Linked DNA regions of Sparus aurata: region 2 is linked to region 1. The links are chromatin contacts, called in public Hi-C maps. All regions are on one chromosome and are shown on one strand. Each heading gives the region's core, a stretch centred on a gene start, on an enhancer-like site or on the middle of the called end of the contact. The rest is flanking DNA. Distances are from core to core; before and after follow the strand shown. Region 1 holds the start of trabd2b (TraB domain containing 2B). Region 2 holds the start of foxd2 (forkhead box D2).

What was found. A called contact is a pair of places that touch in the nucleus more often than the background predicts.
Region 2: a contact with region 1 is called in a Hi-C map of an unstated tissue, with 5 times the contacts expected there. The contact joins the promoter of foxd2 here to the promoter of trabd2b in region 1. A contact is called at or near these places in 2 of 2 Hi-C or Micro-C datasets (skeletal muscle and an unstated tissue).

Annotation. Positions count from the first base shown.
Region 1 is chr11:13,434,214-13,440,410 of fSpaAur1.1, forward strand. It overlaps trabd2b (TraB domain containing 2B), which reads left to right and starts at 2,721. Exons shown (of 7, transcript XM_030432286.1): 1 at 2,721-3,179; 2 at 6,101-6,197. The coding sequence starts at 3,066.
Region 2 is chr11:13,598,329-13,605,141 of fSpaAur1.1, forward strand. It overlaps foxd2 (forkhead box D2), which reads right to left and starts at 3,775. Exons shown (of 1, transcript XM_030432391.1): 1 at 1,462-3,775. The coding sequence starts at 3,253. The coding sequence ends at 2,165.

The sequences.
Region 1 (6,197 bases), core at 1,471-3,970:
AGCAGTGGTAGTAGTTGTAATAGAAGCAGCACCTCTATCATTACACACAGATAGACGTGTAATGATGCCGGGGCAGAGGCAGTGAGTTAATGTTGGGGTTTTGTGGCAGGGCTTCTGCACAGCATCAGACCGACAGGCAGCCGCGGAGCCACAAGGACAAGCAGATACAGGATCCTTCAAGCTGCAGGGGCCACAGACATTAACAAGGTCTCTTCATTCTTTCTTTTCCCTGTCCCTGTCTCCCCCTGGGCTTTTCCTCTATCTGTCCATATGGCACCGGTGGAGTCAGGGGAAGTGCAGGGGGGCAGTCGCCCTTCCAGTGGAGAAAATGTTACAAAGCAGTTGACCTTTCAGTTTACTATAAATGTATCACGACTTTGTGCGTGACTATTTCACCCCTGCCCCTCAAACATCCTGAGTCCACTGCTGCCATATGGGATGAATACTGTGTAGAATGGAAACATTCGTGCAAAACATGCAAAGTCAATGGAAGTAAAAGCAGGGGTATTCCATTGTAGATATACTTTGTTTAACATTTGAAAACCTGTCCACCTCTCTCGCTAACGCCTCCCCAGATGTGCGCTCTGTAAGCGCGTGTTTCTGCGGTCTGCTAACAGAACATTAACTTTAAAGTCTTCCTTCGTCCCCAGCTATATGTGTGCTATGCTGTAAGCGCTGGCCCCCGTCCAGGAATCTCCTGCAGCCAGCCGCTCATAAGCCCTCTTCTAACCGGCCAAGAATGTGAATAGCTCCTTCAAAGAGAAGCCCTCTCTCGCAAGGTGTGGTTTAAAGCAAGTACCTGAGTCCACAGGTGGACATATTAGAGCAGATGAAACCCGCTAACTGAAATCCCACACCTGTCTCAGAGCAAAGGGGAGAAAACAGAGCAGCGGGGATGAAAAGATCAGATTAGATCGACACGGTTCCATTGTTTGATTCCTTTATACGCTGCCGTCCCGAATCTGAAACCATACGAAGTTTGTGCAGCTGTATGAAACAAAGAAATATTGACTTTCCAGTCTTTCAGATTCGACAAGCTTGATGAATGGTGCCCAATAAAAGAAGTCAAGGGGGTCAAAGGGCAGAAGTGTCACAGTTTTACAACGTGAGACTGTGTTAAAAGACAAGCTGATCAAAGACACTCAGCAGAAACGCCCCAATAGGACCTCATCTGAACGGAAAATACAATGAGCGTACAGGGACAGCCGGCCGCTAACAAAGCCGCCCAGTAACACAAGTGAGCACGGAGTGGTGAGAAGAGGAGTGGAGAGGAGGGGAGAACATGGCCCGGGACAAAGAGCTGCTTGTCCGAGGTCTGTCTGCCACTGGCCTGCAGGGAGGGGGGGCCCGGTGCCACTTGTTTGAGGGGTCTCCATGATAAATTTCCCACTACTTGACTCTGTCACACTGTCTGCCACCCGGACAATAACTGAGGTCATGGCAGAGTAGTGAAGCGTTGACACGGTGGCCTCTGCCGGCAGAGAGGGCCACTTTCTCTTGACGCGAGAGGTTTATTCCAGATCTCTGCCTCCCATCAAGACTAATACATCTTAAGACGAGCGTTAAACTGAATATAAATAAAACACTTCTCACAGTTGTCTTTACTCAGACCATTAATCACAGATATAAGGTCCGAGGCTCAAGACCCTCATATACGCACGTAGTGCCGCGGCGTTTGTCAAACAGAGACGGACAGAGATAAATGTGATCCCGCCGAAGAGGAAACACATGACAGCGTATGAAATATTGTTCATTTACTTCTCCAGAATGACTGTGTTGAAAAGCAAGACGAAACAAACCTCTGCGTAGCCATGCCACCTGACCTCATGGCTCTGCAGTTTTTCTTTAAAGTAGGAAACCCAATTACGCCGTACATTTTTTTTTAGGAGAGAATATCAAACAAATGTCACAGCGCGGGAGTGAGACGGACGCGAGAAAAATACGATTCAGGGAACCGGACATTAGGCCGACCAGTCCGAAAGAAGACCGTGGGAACTGTGAGCGATCATTTCTTAAAACCTTTGAGCTGCGAGAGTTTAGCCGATAACAGGCATAACACGAATGAATATGATCAAGTTAAAGGGGCAGCGAAGACGTTAAAACGCAGGATATTAACAATCACAATATAAATGAGGTGATAACTAACTGAATAAACAAGCGGTTCTCAGAGGAAAATAAGGTCCTTGGAACACTGGTTGAAGCTAGAAAGGTGGCAGGGTCCGCCACATATGAACAAGGTAAAACAGCATGTGTTGTCCTTTAAAGTCAGTTCATTTATGCCGTTTATTCGTGAACAAGAAATCAGTCGATGCAGATCTTTACCTCCTGATCAAAAATGGTTTTTTTTTACCAAAACTGCATAGCGCACCTTTAAACAAGTTAATTAGCTAAATCAGCAACCATATAAAATGATACCAGACAAAGATCAAAATGACTTAACAGCCATATAATCTCCTTCCTGAGCCTGATGGACTCTCCTAGCAGACTATAAACACTGCCTTATGTCCGAGCTCACACTGCAGGCAGGATGCAAGAAGAACATTCATTTACCACTCTGCTCTCTTTTTTTTGGTGGGGGGGGGGGGTGGGTCTGTCTTGAGGGGCTTTACTCACGCAAACCTGTCATCCCACTCTGAACCTGGCTCCCTCCTCTTAAAAGAAGCAGGTTTGTGTGTGTTTGGGTGTGTGTGTGTGTGTGTGTGTGTTGGGCTGAGGGGTAGAGGGGCTACTCAGATCGTCCCACCTCCCTCTCTCTTTTACCAGTCCAGGCGCTCCAAACTTTCGGAGCGCACCGCGGAAACTCTCCAAAGAGTTTGCAGCAGCAGCAGCAGCAGCAGCAGCTCCTGCCTCAAGGAGAAACAGTTTTTTTTTTTTAAAAGAGAGCGGAGAGCAGTCGGGAATGTCGAAGGGGCAGAATGGTCCTCCAGCCGAGCGGCACATGTGAGCCAAGAGGCCACCGGTAACGTTTTTTCTTTGTCACTTCAAGAGGAGAGGGCAGTGAGAAGTAGCAGACTGAAACGTGTCTGAGAGCTGACTGTTAGGAAGTGTCCTGTCACCTCGACACGATGGTCTGTCTGCCGGGATTCAGCTGGGTCTTCCTGAGCGCTCTCCTGCACACTGTGGCACCCTGGGGCGCACATCGACCGGACAGACCGAGGCAGTGCGACCCACCAAAGTCGGTGAGTCGCGTGTTGGGCACTTTATCAAGTCAAGGACACCCCATCGTTTTTTTTCTCTTTCTACCGAGATAAACTCGCGTTCGAAAGTTCGCGTAGACGAACACACAAGAGTCCAGTGCGTTAAAGCCAGTCATGCTGCAGAGGTGACACTTGTTGTCAAGAAAGTGAGCTTTCTGGACGAGGGCGTCACTTTGTGTTGGGAGGTGGAGGGAACATGAGGGCTCAGATGGAAAAATAGATTTAAAAAATCAAATACATTTCATAATAAATTAATTTGTATTCCATATTTCAGTTAACATTTCTTGGTGGGAGCTGATTTGTTTAATGAACAACTACGCCTTTTAAGAGCAATGGGGACAAAACTGGTCAGTGTTTCTTGGTTCCAGCTGGAGAAACAACGGCGAGACTCAACTTAGTTATCTTTAATAGTATTTATAGTGTTTTAGGATTTAACGTGCATGGCAGGGCGAGAAAGTCACACCTCATGTCGTTTATCAGTTATCAGAGTCCTGCTTTATGATGAGGTCAAAGGTTATGACTCATTTTAAAACAATAAAACATTTGAATACTTTTTTATGAATAAATAATAAACAGATGATAAGATGAATAAATAATACATAAAGATGCACAAGTTAAAATTGCATGATTAGGGTTGCTTGTTAATTGACACACTGTCTACAATGCCTAATAATAATAATAATAATAATAATAATAATAATAATAATTACTAATAACGTGTATTGATATTAGGCTGATATTATAATATCAAATAGCCTAATATTAACTAGGAGACAGTGATTAGAGACAACACTGCCTTATCTTTATGTATTTTCTGTACTGACTCATAAATGAACCTCTCAGAACCGCAGCTGGAATAAAAAGCGGTTTCCAGGAGAAATTGTTAACTCGCGCCAACTTTATGACTGTTTATGTGACAAACGCAAGTGGGGGGAACACCCACGGGTGACTTGACTTCATTTGGAAAAATTACGTTTCCCTGACCTTTTTTCTCTGTCGCGATCGCGTTTCACCGCAACACAAGGCCCATTAAAACACTTATCAGGCACACTGGTAGGAGTCATGGATGTGGCTTGAAGTCCTCACGGCGGGGAGGCGCAGCGGCGCCCAGCCGCGCTGCAGCTCCGGTTCACGGGTCTGTCAGCCGGCCTCCCACTGTGAACGCATCCTCATGAAGGAGGGGAGGGGAGGTTATTGATGTGAATTAAAATCATCACCTTCAACAAGTTTCCTTTCTGGAAAAAAAACAAAAAACAACCTCTCAGCAACAGGCACATTTATAAATATGGCTCCTGGCTGTTGTGCGCGAGGATCATGAGGGTGGCTTTTGTTTTTACGTGTGCGTTATGTCCTGTATGTGCGGATAATGAATGTGTTGCCAGCGATCAGTGAAGACTTCATGTGATTTGTAATGCGTCAGTACAGTGGTCTCTGTTTTCTGTTAAGAGTAATTACCCCCATAAAAAGGAGCCGTTGCTCGTCAGGGCTCTCCAAAAACGTCCACGCAGCTTCAACAGCAGAGGGGAATCTCTCCTCTTCGTCTGGACACGGCCACACTTACTTTCCATGTCGAAAAAGTCCTTATTCAGGGGCCCGAGTAGCTTGTTAAGGGATGACAAAATGCTGCACAAATAAAAAAATAATAAATAGGTTCAGCTTTGTAAGTTTCCGTGTATGAAAAATATGATGGAGAATGCACTAATGTCGTCCAAAGTGTTCCCGTCAGTGTGCGCCCTGCCAGCCTGAAAATCGCGTTAGAAGCAAACATTTTGAGCGAAGAAGGGGAAAGCTTGCTCTCGGATTAAGTGCAGCACTTTAGATGCGTTTTGTCAGAGACGCGGGGGAGAGACTGTGCCAGAGATGACTGCATGTTTGCTGCAGTCAACTGTGATGATAACAGAACATCCCACACCGAACAACTTGACTCGCTCCTGGCAGAAGTTTTTCTAGAGAGAGTTTTATGTGACAAAGGCAGGGTTGGCAGCGGCGCATCATAACTGGAACACGTCTGACGGAAACTCTGATTGAATTTTAGAAGTAAACATTGTCTAAGAATAACTTTATTTTACAGTAATGGGTTTCATCCCTCAAATGCCTGATTGCAGCGTGTCTCGGAGGCCAGGAGTTTGATTCTGTTTATAGAAGCTAATTCTTTCTTCATATTTGAATAATGCCAACATCAAAGTCATCGCACATGCACGGCACATTCACAGAGCCCTTAACAAGAAACATATTTTAAAGGCAGTGTGAGGCCCTCCGCTCGTTTTTCAGTGGCTTTCGGTGATTTAATTTCCATCTCGGCATTGTTTCGTGTAAAGATAACCGCAGTAGACAAACACTTCCTGCAGAGGACAAAAACAGTGTTGTACTTAAGGCTGTCAGCAGCAGATCTCCCCGTCTGGCGTAAAAAAAATTAAAATAAATAAATCACAAACAATAGTATCACAGTGGGGTCAGAGCCGAGAGCAGGTTTCTTTCAGCTTTCTTGGCTTTTATGAGCTCCAGCGCAGTATATTTGCGCTGCAGCCTTCAAAATGCTTCCCAGGCCGAAAGAGGCTTTGGCAACCGAGGTATGCACCTCAACAATACACGGGGGTCTGTTTACAGCCCAGAAGGCCCCTCTATAAACCCGCTGCCTGCACCACAGCAGCAAGCCCTCGCAGCTCAGCCCCGAGCTGACACGACTTCATGCTTCCCCTGCCGTCCTCTCAAAATGGTATTTCAATCTTTAACTTGTTGACCCGAGCCTATGAGCCAGTAAACCACAACAGACGAGAGATGTGTCAGCTTTAGTTTTAAGGCACGGCAAATTGCTCTAACGTGACGGCTCTGGTGTTTTTATTTCCTTTTACTCTCAAAATCTTATTTTCTTTGCTTCCCTCCTTCTTCTTCCACCTTGACAGCAAAGCGACATGAACTCTTTCCTGTGGCGAGTACAGCGTGCGCCTCCACACCCTCCTTCTTACTTATTCGGTACCATCCACGTGCCCTACACCCGGG
Region 2 (6,813 bases), core at 2,525-5,024, 170 kb after region 1:
CCCTCATTTACTCTGCAAATTACACGTGCAGGACATCAATTAACAGCGCGGAGAAAACTGCGACACAAACTGTTACCCCGAAAACTGTTGAGCGATATTTATCGATCGTCCAATTTAAAGAGAGAGAGGGAGAGAGAGAGGGGAGGGGAGAGAAAAAAAAGGGCTGGGTGTGGATAAAGAAAGTAGTCATGTGTTGGTTTTTCGTTTTTTTCAAAGGCTTCCAGCGAGCTGCGCTGAAGGGAAACAGAGGAGTCAGCCCTCCCACCCTTCATCCTTAATATTCATCTGTCAAAACACCCGCAAACTAATTTAACCATTTGCACACAGATCGGGTAAATAAAGGAGACTTTACACCACCCTTCTGTCTGGAAACATGTGCTCCAACAACTCTGAAAAAGACCAATGGGCCTGTTTTCTGTAGCCGGACGAGTCCCACTGCTTTTCCTTTTATACGGACCTCGAGACAACACAGACGACATGAAAGCAGGAGCAAACCGAGGGCCTTTAGAGAAGATTGCTTTTCAGGAGCTCTAAATGTGTGTGGCTGCGTCTCTCTCTCTCCCACACAGGGGGGACCGCTCGCTGCGCGCACATTCACTCGCCCTGGGCCAGGGGTCCGCACTGACAACATCAACAAACGGCCGAAAAGCCGCATTATGGCGGATTAGGAGCCTGATGAAAAATGCTGCTACAAATTAGCAACGAAAACCCCAAAAGACCGTGGGTATATCCTTGTTCACTTTCAATTACAGAGCGCCGAGGCCCGCTAGCGTGGCCCCCATTCATTTAGAGGGAGGGAGGGAGGAGGGGGGGCTTTGTAACGCGCTGGAAAATGGTCCTTTACAAGCGAGCGAGAGCCACACAAGAGGAATACTTGCGCACTGTTGCGTGATATTCATGACTGTTGAACACGTCGAGTCGTGTCTGAAATGTTTAGAACCGGATTGTGAGCGGTTTTTCTCACACCTAGACAGAGTCTTAATTAACTGCATTACTGGGAGGCTGTTTCATCCGATCGCCGTGTCTACACCTGGATCCACCGGGCCCCGAATGTCAGAGGAGTTCTGATCTCAACAAGTGTGAATATTAAGATTTGATTTTGATGAAGGAAAACTAAAAAGGTGATTGAATAAAAACTGATTTAAAACCAACATGTATGTCAATTCATTTGGTCTGATTTAATTCACTGAATCACCCTGAAGTAGTTTAGTCTGTTTTAGTATTTTTTTTTTCTTTCTTTTTTGTGGAGAGAAAAACTTTCAATGCAATTAAAAGTAGATAACCCTTTTTTTTCAAATTCACAAACATTTATTATTCTTGTCGTTACAACCAAAAAGAAATGACCTATGAACATTTAGGTGTCTCTCTTTCTCTGTCTCTCTATTGGCAACACATGACATGCTGTATGTCTCACAGATTCAATTGTAAAATAGATAAGGAACGAACAACAATGAAAAAAGATTGAGAGAGGTAATGCGCTCTTTTATACCAGAAAAAAAAGAAACACATATAGCCTACGTGTCCACTGACATGAAATGATGTTGTCACAAAATCACCATGTGGAGGAGATTCAAGGAGGGTTGATGATGGGAAATGTTTGGATTTTTTGTTGTTGTTTGTTTGTTTGCTTGTTTGTTTGTTTGAGTCAGAAACCCTCCTTTCGTCTCCATGTGCTTTCTAAGTAAAAACCTGAGTTTGCCGTATCTCTGTCAGCCTATGTCAACAACAAGAACAGTGCCATTATTTTTTCTCACGACGCACAAGATAAAAACAAAAAATAAATCATGATAAAATTCTCAATTATATTAAAAAAAAAAAAAATCGGGTGACAAGTTAAGTTAAAATCGCAGGATTTCTTTTTTTTTTTCTCCCACCGGCAAGTGAAGGCCACACGCCAGGTTGCAGGCCAGCGTGTTTTTAAAAAGCTCGTACTCCGAGTTTCTCTTGCTTCTCCGTCAATATTATACACATATTTACAAACCATAAATAAACATTTTCTCTCCTCGTACATTGTTAGGAAACAGAGAGGAGCCAGAAAACAGTCTTATTTCACCGAGCATGTACAGCCTTCCTTCACACAGCACGACGCCACAACTGGCTTTTTATTAAAAGTTCTTTTTCGGAGCAGTCTCGCCATTTATTTTTGTGTTGTTTTTTTTTTTTTCTAGAAGGGACAAGTGTTCATAGTCGGGGTTTTGCTGGAAAAAGTCTGACCCGGTGGCCCGGGTTGTAATATGTCCAAATGGCTGGAAGCAGAGGCCAGTGCTGGGGTCAACATGGCCAGGATCTGCGCCTGGCTGCCCGGCTGCGCGCTGTAGGAAGAGGCGGTGGAGTTGGCGCCACCGATGATATTGTCAATGGAGAATGAAGGCCGGCTCGGGGCGCTGGAGTCCGTCTTGAGAGGCGGCAGAGACGGGCTTAGTTGGGGGTAAAAGGGCTTTCTTAAATCGGCCCCTAAAAGTGAGGGCAGGGGGTGCGGCGCGGGGAATATGGAGGCTGATGGGGGCAAGGTGCAGGGCGCGTTAGGGAAGGGGAAGGAACCACCTGTGTGGTGCGGGTGATACGGGTTGTGCGCTGCGTGGAAGCCTTGCAGCTGGAGTCCATAGTTGTATCCGTACGGGCCGTATCCAAACCCGGGAAGAAAGCCACCGGAGTCCCTGAGGATTTCGTTCGCCTGGTGCCTCTTGAAGCGCTTCCTCCTGCGCAAGAAGCTCCCGTTGTCGAACATGTCTGCGGAGTCCGGGTCGAGGGTCCAGTAGTTGCCCTTCCCGGGGTTGCCCGGCTCTCGTGGGATTTTCACGAAGCAGTCGTTTAAGGACAGGTTGTGGCGGATGGAGTTCTGCCAGGCGGGGAATTTCTCCCGGTAGTAGGGGAATCTGTTGCTGATGAACTCGCAGATCTCGCTGAGAGTGAGGCGTTTCTTGGGGCTCTGCAGGATGGCCATGGTGATCAGGGCGATGTAAGAGTACGGCGGCTTCACAAGTGCACTTTTTCTGGGTTTGTCCCCGATCACGCTCCCGACCTCTGCGCCGGAGCCCATCTGGTCTGACGGGCAGTCGGAGCTGCTGAGCCCGGGGGAGGAGACCCTCTCGGCCGCGTTCTGGGAGTAATTATCGTCCGAGTCATTGTCCAAGTTGAACTCGTGGCGAATGTACTTCCCGTCCTTTCCGACGGATATGTCACCCCCGACCACATCGATGTCCACATCTTCGGACAATGCAGAGCTGTCGGACATATCCGTCCCTAAAGTCATCCTTGGAGACGCCGCTTCTCTTCCCCCTCTCTCCCAGATTTCCTCCTCCTCTGGTCCGGTGAGGCTACCGAGCGAGAGCGCACACACACACTCCCCCTGTCTCTCCCTCTCTCTCTCCCCCTCACAACCACACCAATCTTTTTTTCTTTTCTTTTTTTTTTTTTGCTGCAGCTTTATCTCCAACTACTGAATGCACACATGGCTAGAATCTATTGAAAATATAAAGAACTCTTTGACCTGTGGATTTGGCGACTCCTGGGCGTCCGACGCTGGTCAAGCGGGGCCGTGCGCGGTTCTCTTCGAGCAGAAAAAAAACTTCTGGTTTGAAACAAAACAGTCAAAGATCATCGATCTCACACCGGTCTGGACTTTGTGTGGTCTTGAGATGCGATTGTTTCCGTCCGCGATCAGTTTATGGTCGAGGTCATTTAAAAAAAAAAAAAAAAAAGAGGAACTACTTTTGGATATCCAAGAGTCTGTCCAAAATATCTTTTACGCACGGGTTTGGGTAGGTATCCAGCCAGACTCTGACACTCTCCTCCTTAGCTCTCAAAAGGTATTTATAGGAGCACGCTGGTCACGTGGTCTTTGAGTCACTGTTACCAGGAACTGGACGAAATTACCCTGCAAAAAGTAATATTCGGATGTGCTCTTGAACCTTTAAAGCCACATTTCATATTTCGTTTACAAATTAAAACCAGAATAAGGCAAACATGTGGGTTATAAACAGGGGCGATATCAGCTGTTCCTGCAGCACATGGACTCGATTAAGAATAAGATTATATATATCAGAATATAGCTGGAGATCGACCGCATTCTGTTCATATCAATATATTGACAGTTCATTACGGAAACGTAGACTGTAAAATAAAATGCATTAAAATAAAAAAAAAACTCTCGCTGACAAATCAACGAAGAAATTTCACATTTTCATTTAAAAAAAAAAGTTGATTTTTTTTAACAGGAGGTTGCGGGACTCAATTGAATTAACTTTTTTCTTTCTTTTTTTTTTGCAGTGTGAGGTGAGAGGAGTAGTAGGTGTTCTCTGATGACTGTAACTTTGGTCTTTATTAAATAACACACAAACACAAGCAAAGCAAAACACAGGCATGTATCGATATATAATATAGGCCTACATTTTACTCATTTCAAACATGGTATTTGTTTACGGGGCGACTGCGAATTTTATTTGCGATCAAATTTCTGATTGCTCATCGAAGAAAATGACATTGAGACATTATCATGATTATTCTGATTCTGAGTATTATTATCATTATTATTATCATTATTATTATTATTATTATTATTATTATTATTATTATTATTATTATTATTATGTCGCTACTCTTCGAACACTATACATGTGTAATTAGAAATAAAGTGCACAATATTGAAGGTAAAAAATGGCTAAACATTTATAATTGATTTTAAAAATGTCAGATTCACTTCAGTGACTCTTTTATTACAGTTTTCGTGAGTATTAATGTTTAATGAGTATTCTTTTCATTTTTAGTTCGTTTTCATCATTTTTATTTCAAGTATTCAGCGCGTGAAATATCTTCAGCAGAAGCGGAGCTGCTCGTCTGTTGTCTTTACTAATAATCTGTCCGGTTTGTCCGGATTTAATCGTCCCCCTCCCTCGCTCAGAGTTTTTTTTTTTCTTTTTTTTCTCGGCCAGTAGCCTAATTCCCTCATCACTTCTCACTGGGTTTTGTGTGTGTGTGTGTGTGTGTGTGTGTGTGTGTGTGTGTGTGTGTGTGTGTGTGTGTGTGTGTGTGTGTGTGTGTGTGTGTGTGTTTTTCCTCGTCAAGAAGTCACAACATGAACCCATCGTGCATTTTTCCTGCACAATTCCCAGGGCTGCACACAGTCAGCTGCAACCTGCTCCAGCTCGTCTCGGTCAACGCAGGAGGGCCAGCAGAGGGACAGCGTGTGATGCGTCGTCCTAATCCACCACATCAGCACAGGTCCAACAAACACACACACATTGTCACCTGTCTTGTGTTTTGTATATCTGCATCGTGCGTTTTGCTGCTTTAAGTTTGCGTTCGTCACTTTTTTTCTCTCTCTGATTGAAGGAGCTGAGTTGAGCTCAAGTCAAGCATGCAGCTTGTCTAACAGCCCTGATCGAGAAGCGAGTTTTCCTGTGTGACCCGCCTGTCACAAGCCTGTTAAATCTGAAATAGACCCTCATCACACAGCAGGCGGCCTGATTTATCGCCACATATTTCTCATTGTCATTCATAGATGCGCTGAAGTTTCTGACGCGATGGGATGAAATTACGGTCCACGTTTCATTCATTTATGTATTTATTTATTTGACCTCTCACACTGTCCTCCAAAACCAGCACTTAATTGTTCACTTGGACCTGATCACTAGTATACTCAGACTTGATTGGTTTACACGGTGTTGGAATATCTCTTTAAATATTGTATGTGACAATCAATAGGCTACATAAATTAATGTCCACACGAGCCGCTTAAAAACTCGTATTTCTGTGTCACAGAAGGCCTCTTTTCATTTACAACTCTTTTTGTTATGCAGTATCCGCAGTGTACCCGCACATGTTTCATTCTGTCGCATTATATGGTTGAAAAGGCTTTAACGTTTTTTTCTTCCATTTTTTCTTTAATTTAATTTGATTTGTAATGAATTCGAATTTAACAACAAAGCGCGCATTAGTGGATTACTTCTCTTTCTTCAAGTTTCCAGAGGTCGAGTGAGGTTCTTATTCTCGTGATCCGTGATTCTAGCCGGATGGAGAGGTTTCCGATCGTCGAAGTTTGTGGTGCTGAAGCGCCCCCTGCTGTTGCTTTGTGGAAAATGAAACTCCACAACTGTGGACAGTTTGCTCCAGTGTTGTGTCCTGATGGCAAATAGTAACGCTGAAAAAGTTCCCACTCAGCTAAAGGCTCCCGAGGTCATCTGAGATTTCGAGAAAGGTGCAAATTAAATTTAAAGTGAAACGCAGCAGCAGCATGTCGATATGGAAATAAGTCTTTATTACAGGTGCATGTTTTGGAGAAGTAATGTTCATCAGAAGAGAAATCCCTTTATTGATTAATTTCATGACTGAATATCTGATTAAACAAGCAGACCTTAAAGAGCAACACAGTTTCATATTGCTTTACTTTGTTTACATGTGGTGGACCCTGCCACCTTTCTAGCTCCAAACAGCATTCTGGGGAAATGTACTTTCCTCTGAGAACAGCTTGTTTCTACAGTCATTGAAAATATAAATATTTCTGAGTTTGTTTTATTACCTGAGATCAGCGTGGTGGAGCATCTTGCAACATTTGGAGGTTAAATGAAGCAATCTGCCCAAAGTAGGGTGTAACAGAGGATCAGGAATTAGCCTCAAGTGAAAAGAGCAGCTTAGCAGTAAGTGTGAGGCAGCCATGTGACTCAGGTCAGTTCAACTCTCAAGTGAGTCCGAGGTCTTTTTTGCTGAACAAGTCAAGTCAAAGGTTGTGTTCAAAGTCAGGTCAAGTCCCAAATCAGGCCACTTTTTCCCTGCAGAAGAACCTGAAGTCTGACCTTCAGTGTACAATGATTTTAC